Regions from separate parts of the Zea mays genome. Here region 1 is linked to region 2. The links are chromatin contacts, called in public Hi-C maps. All regions are on one chromosome and are shown on one strand. Each heading gives the region's core, a stretch centred on a gene start, on an enhancer-like site or on the middle of the called end of the contact. The rest is flanking DNA. Distances are from core to core; before and after follow the strand shown.

Region 1 (3,582 bases), core at 751-3,250, 330 kb after region 2:
GCTCCTAGCTGCCTTGGGGCTATAAAAGGGACCCCTAGGTGCATGGAGGAGCACACCAAGCATTCCTTGAGTATTGTTGATCACTCACACTTCATTCTTGCGCACTTATTCGACATTCTTAGTGATTTGAGCTCCGTTCTAGTGAGAACCTCGAGATATTGCCTTGAGCTCAAGTCTTGGTTTTGTGTGTGCGTATTTGCTGTGGATTTGAGTGTGTTGCTTCCCTCCCTTACTCTAGTGCTTCATTGTGATTCTTATTGTAAGGGCGAGAGACTCCAAGTTGTGGAGATTCCTCGCAAACGGGAAAGAGTAAAGTAAAGAAGAACATCGTGGTATTCAAGTTGATCATTGGATCACTTGAGAGGAGTTGAGTGCAACTCTCATCCGTTGGGACGCCACAACATGGAGTAGGCAAGTTTTTGTACTTGGCTGAACCACGGGATAAATCCTCGTGTCTCTTGTGCTTGTCCTTATTGTGTCTATTGTGCTTCACAAGAGCTCTCCTCTCTACTCACTTGATTTCATTGTTCTAACTCTTAATCAAGTTTGTGGTGTTAAGTTTTAAATTTTACAGGATCACCTATTCACCCCCCGCTAGGTGCTCTCAGTTATGTGTTGAGATGTATAGTTCCTCTACCCCCTCACCCACTCTCTCTTCTTTTGACTACATCTAGGAATAGTTTGTTGTTTATTTATGCAGTCTGGTTGATTGGTTTACTCCCACCAGTCATTTTGTCCAATTTACCTAGGAGGGTGGCTAACAACAGGTAACATTTGGGTGACATGGACACCATTTGAGCCCTAAGTTGTTGGGCTCAAAGTTATTGTAAGGCACTATTTGTGTAGGCTCTGTTGGCTACGTTATTTGATACATGAACTAGCTAATTTATCATGTTGTTTTTGTCCCATTTATTTGCCTATCTTTGTTTCTAGACTTAATGGTTTATTGTGCGAACAACTATGTAATGAGGTGGTTTTCTATTATGTTCATTTGCCTTTGTTGAGTTTGAGATTGATTCTCAAGGTCTGTGTTCGTCTTGGTTTTCTCCATTGCATTCGCTGCTTGTTGTTATTGCTTAGATGACAACCACCAATGACTTGAACAAAAAAATTACAACCACCATATTCATAAGCTGAGGCCAATCATATTGGTAACACAACCAATGATGTTCGTCACTGATGTTTGCTATCACTATGACTAAGCAGTTGACTGAGGCATTTTAGGTTTTGAGCAAGGGGTGCGTTAGAACTAGATGCATGTGATTTTGCTTTCTCTTACCTATTTATGTGATCTTCTTCCTTTGCAAGCCTTAGCTAACACGGTTAGCTGTTGTGTCTTACTAATTAGGCCCATGATGACAGATTGACAGAATGGACAAAGGCTTTAGCTGGCTACATGCACTTTTGCTTTGTATACTCTGTTTCTGTAATCTTGTTTCTTTGCTAGGATTGAGAAATGTGTCTCACTATGTTGCATATGGAGATGTTCTTCTCTGCTTCCTATTTTGATTGTACAGTGTAGCCATCAATGTTATAAAAATGATGAATTTTAATTTGTCTGAGGCCAAGTGCTTTAATCGGCACTAATTGTATGGTTTAATTGATAACAACTGTTGTAATGATCATACAAATTATTGCTCGCTTATTTCGCTGTAAGGGTCAGGCTGACCACATCCAACTTCTAAACACGATCTCGATTTGGCAGTTGCTGGTAGTTGGGCTTTGAGGCTGATTGTATGATGAGTGGCAAACAGTTTATCTAGATCGGGCTGGTTTGATGTATGGATACAAACATGGTGCGTTAGAACAGCAGAACCTAACAGCCCAAACCTGGGCTAGTTGAACGGGCCAAGCCGGGTACAGGTGGCAAACACGCTCTAACCACCCCTCCTGGGCCTGGGCTTCCTCTCCTCTCCCTAGGTCCCTACCTCTCCAATCTTCTCCTTCCTTGACCCCAGCGGAGGAGGAGCCACCGAGCCAGGGCGTGCGAGTGCGAACTGCGAACGCAGCAGCAGCAGCTCACGCGCGCACGGCACACCAGTGAGTGACACCACCTCTCGCCTCAGCGCCGGCCCCCCTATAAATAATGGCGCCACTCTCCCCTACCCCCGCCTCCGCCTCTGCTCCCGTGTCCTCCTCCCCTCGTTCCCTCGTCCCGGACGCCTCCGCCGCGCCGATGCGCCCCGCCTCGCCGCCGCAGGAGCTCCCCGCCGCCGGGGGCGAGATCCAGGCGGCGCTGGCCCCTGCCAATGCCTCCACCGCGGGCGCCCGCGGAGGCGGAGGCTCCTTCACGGCGCTGCTGGGACTCCCCACCTCGCAGGCCATGGAGCTGCTCCTCCCCCGCACGACGCCCCCCGCCCTAGCCACAGCGCCCGCGCCAACCTTCCCCTCCGACCCGCACCTCGTGGACCGCGCCGCGCGCTTATCCACGTTCGCGCCCCCGTCCCCGTCCCCATCCTCCACGTCCCCGGCCCGGCCCCTCCCCGCCGCCGCTAACGCCGGCAAGCGCAAGGCCGACCCCGTCGACCGTGCCTCCAAGGTAGGGTACTACATCGCGCGTCTGCATTTCCAGACCTCGCTAGGCATCGCCGCCGGACCTTGGCTCTGATTGCTCCGTGGCCGCAGGGGAAGGCGGCGAAGAAGGGGAAGACGGCGGAGGAGAAGCTCGCGGGCGGCGACGGCGACGACGAGAAGCCGGCGTACGTGCACGTGCGGGCCAGGCGGGGCCAGGCCACGGACAGCCACAGCCTCGCCGAGCGGGTGAGTTCGCCGAGCCGCTAACCGCGCAAGCTCATGTCATGGGAGGGGTTTATGCCAATGATTGGGTGATTAGGACGTGGTGACGTCGCCGGTAGACCCCTTTTCAGGGTCGCTTTCGCCACTAATCACTTGATTATTCGCCTGCATTCTTCTTCTCCAGTATGACAAAAAGTTGATTACCTTTTCTGCCTTCACAAACAAAAAATATTCACTCAACAGGCGAGACGCGAGAAGATCAATGCGAGGATGGAGCTGCTCAAGGAGCTGGTCCCCGGCTGCAGTAAGGTGTGCCTCCATTATCTCACCATCTATTACCCCCCCTCATCTTTACTCCTATCTGCATCTCGCACGCCCCACCTTCAATTTGAGTACTGAGCAAGAGCATTGCCTTTGGAAGGAAAGCCTAAACCTACGCCGTATATGTGGCCTAGCTAGCGTCGTGTAAATTCCTGCTCTCCGTTCTCCTACGCGCCCAAGGACCCTGCTCTCCCTGCTTCCGGTGGTCATTTTACTGCTTTTCAGAGGCCATCTCTGAATGTTCATTTTTTTTTCCTTCCCTTCGCTCGGCGCCCCGTGTAAAGTGTGCAACGCGGCCGTGCAGAGAAGACTAGAGTCGTCTGCTTGCCTCGCTGGTTGCGAAAATAAACCATATACCAACGCGGGGAAACACCTTAGATGCAATGCGTTCCAACACGTGGCGGTGCCTGATTATTCTGGCATCGTGCGCCCGACACGTCCATATGGGTCGTGTTGCACGACGGGGGTGGGATGGAAATGGGGGTATCGTGGCGGCCGCCTCGTCTCGGCGCCATTGTGGGCGAT
Region 2 (3,414 bases), core at 234-2,733:
TTTTAAAAGCAGGCCAGAGCTAAACCCTGCGCCAGGCCCACGCCGAGTTGGCCGGGGGCGTCTGGGCTCGGTCCAAGCGCGGCAAGACGGAAACAACACGTGCCCGAGCCCGACCGCGGTCCATGGCTCGGCAAATCCGCGCACGCCCGTCCTCGACGCGAGCGCACGCCGGTTTCGGATTTCAAAGCGAGGGAGAGAGAGAGAAGTGGAACGGGCAGACCGACGCGAATATACACGGCGGGCCCCCGAGCTGTCGCGTGGGGGCGGGGGCGCGGGGCACGGTACCATCGAGTGAGTGCTGTCTCGACCTCCCGTGGTCGTGCAGGGCGGGCGCGCGGTTATGGATATTTTGCGCCAAGGCCCTCCATGCTTACGCCTAATTCGTTTATGTGCGGTGCGTGACTCCCGGGCCGTTTGCTGCTACGGCGAGTATCTGTTGGTAATACCATCAATAAAAATTATACTATTTGGGTTATCCATATACGCTTGCACGTATTAAATCTGTTCTATATCTAAACTCGTGCGAGTAATTTTAATAACCTATACCCACTAAAAAGATCTTATATTCTAATATTTCTATTTCTTAAAATGTCAAATAGACACACAAATATAAGCTAATCTTAAAATATAGCAAACATGTGATTATATAACTTAAGGGCTAGTTTGGGAATCCAAAAACCGGAGGGGATTGAAGGGACTAAAATCTCCTTTTTATTTAAAATTGAATAAAGAGGAGATTTTAGCCCCTTCAATCCCCTCCGGTTTTGAGGTTCCCAAACTGGCAGTAATAGTTAAACAAATAATATCCGGAGAAGGATTTTCTTTTAGCTAAGATGTGCTCTATTATTGATAATAATAGTATGATGTGAGTATATTTTACCCACTGGTACACCACCAATTCTCATACATGTCTACCCAACGGGTAGAGATTTTTACCCACTAACATACATGCAAGTAGAGAAACCATCATATTACTAGCTACAAATCAGAGATTTTCGGGTTTCGGGCCCATTGCCATATTTAACGACGAAGCAGTTGGTCGAACTCGTTGTAAATTGACACTAACAAGAGAAGCAAGTAGATAGCGTGCTCGGAAGTTGATTGTAAGTAGTACATTAAACTATTCAATATGGGTAGTACAAAGAATGTGCATTATAATTAATGACTCTTATCTCTTGTTACATGAGATTATGTCCAAAACGCCAAGAATTTTAGAAGAATTTTAGAACGGGAGGGAGTATACCATGCAACAAATGGCGACGAAGCCCACCCCACGTCAAAAGCTACAGAAAACGACAATGCAGATTGAGCTGGCACGGAACCCTAGGCAGACGACCGGTCCTTCCACCAAAATCCTACCAAGGCCGAGGGCCTCCGCTGAAAAGCGCCGACCGGTGAGGGGCTTTTGCGCTCCCAAAACCAAAACCCCGCCCTCACTCCACTTCGTCCCCGTCGATCGAGCACTCCACGCCCCTCTAGTACCCTCCTCTGCACCTCCCTCTCTCTCTCCTCTCTACTGCCTTTGTTTTTGCTCGCAAGAAAAACCCGAAAAAGACCTTGCGCAAATCCGTCGTCCTGTCCACCGACGAAGCTTCTGAGTCCTCCTCGCCGCGCGCCTCTACGCGTGATATCGGTAAGCAGCCCAAAGATCCCTGTGTTTTTGCCCTCAGGCTTTTTCGTCCCGCGTGGTTGGTTCCATTCTACTGGTCTCTTCGAGCCTGTGAGGGGAAATGGTAATGCCGGTGGTCGCGACCGCGGTTCCTTGGTCCGACCCTGTTCCCCGAGTAGCTGCAGGAATTTGCGTTTGCTCGGCCGGCATAGCGCGGCGTGGTTCAAGGGGTTAGGCCTTTAACCTTTACCCCACAGGCGTGGTGGTTTCTCTGTTGTCTTGAGCTCTTTAGGGTGGTAATGGCGTGGGATCTGTTTTTTTTTGCTTCTTAGGTCATCGTTGATATGAGGGCGGTAGTGGGAAAAAGCTGAAAAAAAGAAGGCTAGCGAGTTTGAAAAAGGTAAAGCTATGTAATTATTGGTGCCCATCTGTACCTCTTTGCTTCTTGCAACGCTGAGGAAGATGCTGGCTCTTTGCTCGCTGGTGTTTTTAGATCTGTATTTGTTTTAACTTTCATGTGCGCTGAGTTCCGTTTACTCTTCCCTTCAAAATTAAAAGAAAAAATATACTTATTTAGAAATACTTCGGCTTCTCACTGCAGTAGCTGTCGAGTCTAGTTTATCTTTTACGATGGACCAAACTCCTCCTCCTTGGTTTGGTGCGCAGCTACTAAAGATGGCTACTTTTCAGGGTTTCTTTCTTTATTCTTTTTCTTTTTCGGTAATGCTTCGCTTAGTCACTATCCGTCTGTTGCGATGTTTTCTAAATATCTGAAGTCAGATGGCTGCAGTTCTCAGGCGGGATTTAGACTGAGTGAAATGCAGACCTGGTTTGTTCATTCCAGCTTCATATACTTGCTGCAGGTCTTTTCCCCTGAATGGTGATGTGGAGGTCATTCTCTTCAATTCAAATGGTCCCCCCCCGCAGAGCAAGATGAGGAAATGTTCAAAATACTCTTAAGCCGTGTAGCACGACAAGTTTGTTGCAGAGGTAGTAGTTTCATCTTAATTCATATTATTGTTCATTAATGTTCTTTCCTTGTAGCAACTATCTAAAGCTAGCTGTTTACTTTTCTTAGGACAAGCGACGACTGGGTTTTCTTGGCACTTTGTCAAGTCCGTGAGTAGAAGTTTGGTGTAAGCTTGTCTTCGAACAAGATGATGCAGAGGCCACCGCTCCGTCCGGAGGAGTACTCCTTGAAGGAAACCACACCTCACCTTGGTGGTGCAGCTGCTGGTGACAAGCTCACAACCACATATGACCTGGTTGAGCAGATGCAGTACCTTTATGTAAGAGTGGTAAAAGCAAAGGAACTTCCGAACAAGGACATCACTGGGAGTTGTGATCCTTATGTTGAGGTGAAACTAGGAAATTATAAGGGCCAAACTGGGCATTTCGAGAAGAAGAACAACCCGGAGTGGAATCAGGTCTTTGCCTTTGCAAAGGAGCGCATCCAGTCATCAGTTGTGGAGATTCTGGTCAAGGACAAGGATCTTGTCAAGGATGACTTCATTGGACGTGTTATATTTGATTTGAATGAGGTCCCAAAGAGAGTGCCACCTGATAGCCCATTGGCTCCACAATGGTATCGGTTGGAAGACCGCAATGGGCACAAGGTGAAGGGGGAGTTGATGCTGGCTGTTTGGATGGGTACTCAAGCTGATGAAGCGTTCCCTGAAGCATGGCATTCTGATGCAGCCTCCGTCCCTGGTGATGGCCTTGCAAGCATTAGGTCGAAAGTGTATCTAACTCCAAAGCTTTGGTATCTCCGTGTAAATGTCATTGAAGCCCAGGATCTTATACCA

Evidence for each region. A called contact is a pair of places that touch in the nucleus more often than the background predicts.
Region 1: a Hi-C map of tassel shows a contact between it and region 2, with 7 times the contacts expected there. The contact joins the promoter of LOC100273300 here to the promoter of LOC100273873 in region 2. A contact is called at or near these places in 2 of 25 Hi-C or Micro-C datasets (endosperm and tassel).

What each region holds. Positions count from the first base shown.
Region 1 is chr9:106,546,522-106,550,103 of Zm-B73-REFERENCE-NAM-5.0, forward strand. It overlaps LOC100273300, which reads left to right and starts at 2,001. Exons shown (of 7, transcript NM_001360231.1): 1 at 2,001-2,539; 2 at 2,626-2,760; 3 at 2,980-3,045. The coding sequence starts at 2,087.
Region 2 is chr9:106,215,287-106,218,700 of Zm-B73-REFERENCE-NAM-5.0, forward strand. It overlaps LOC100273873, which reads left to right and starts at 1,484. Exons shown (of 3, transcript NM_001360480.1): 1 at 1,484-1,633; 2 at 2,473-2,599; 3 at 2,688-3,414. The coding sequence starts at 2,767.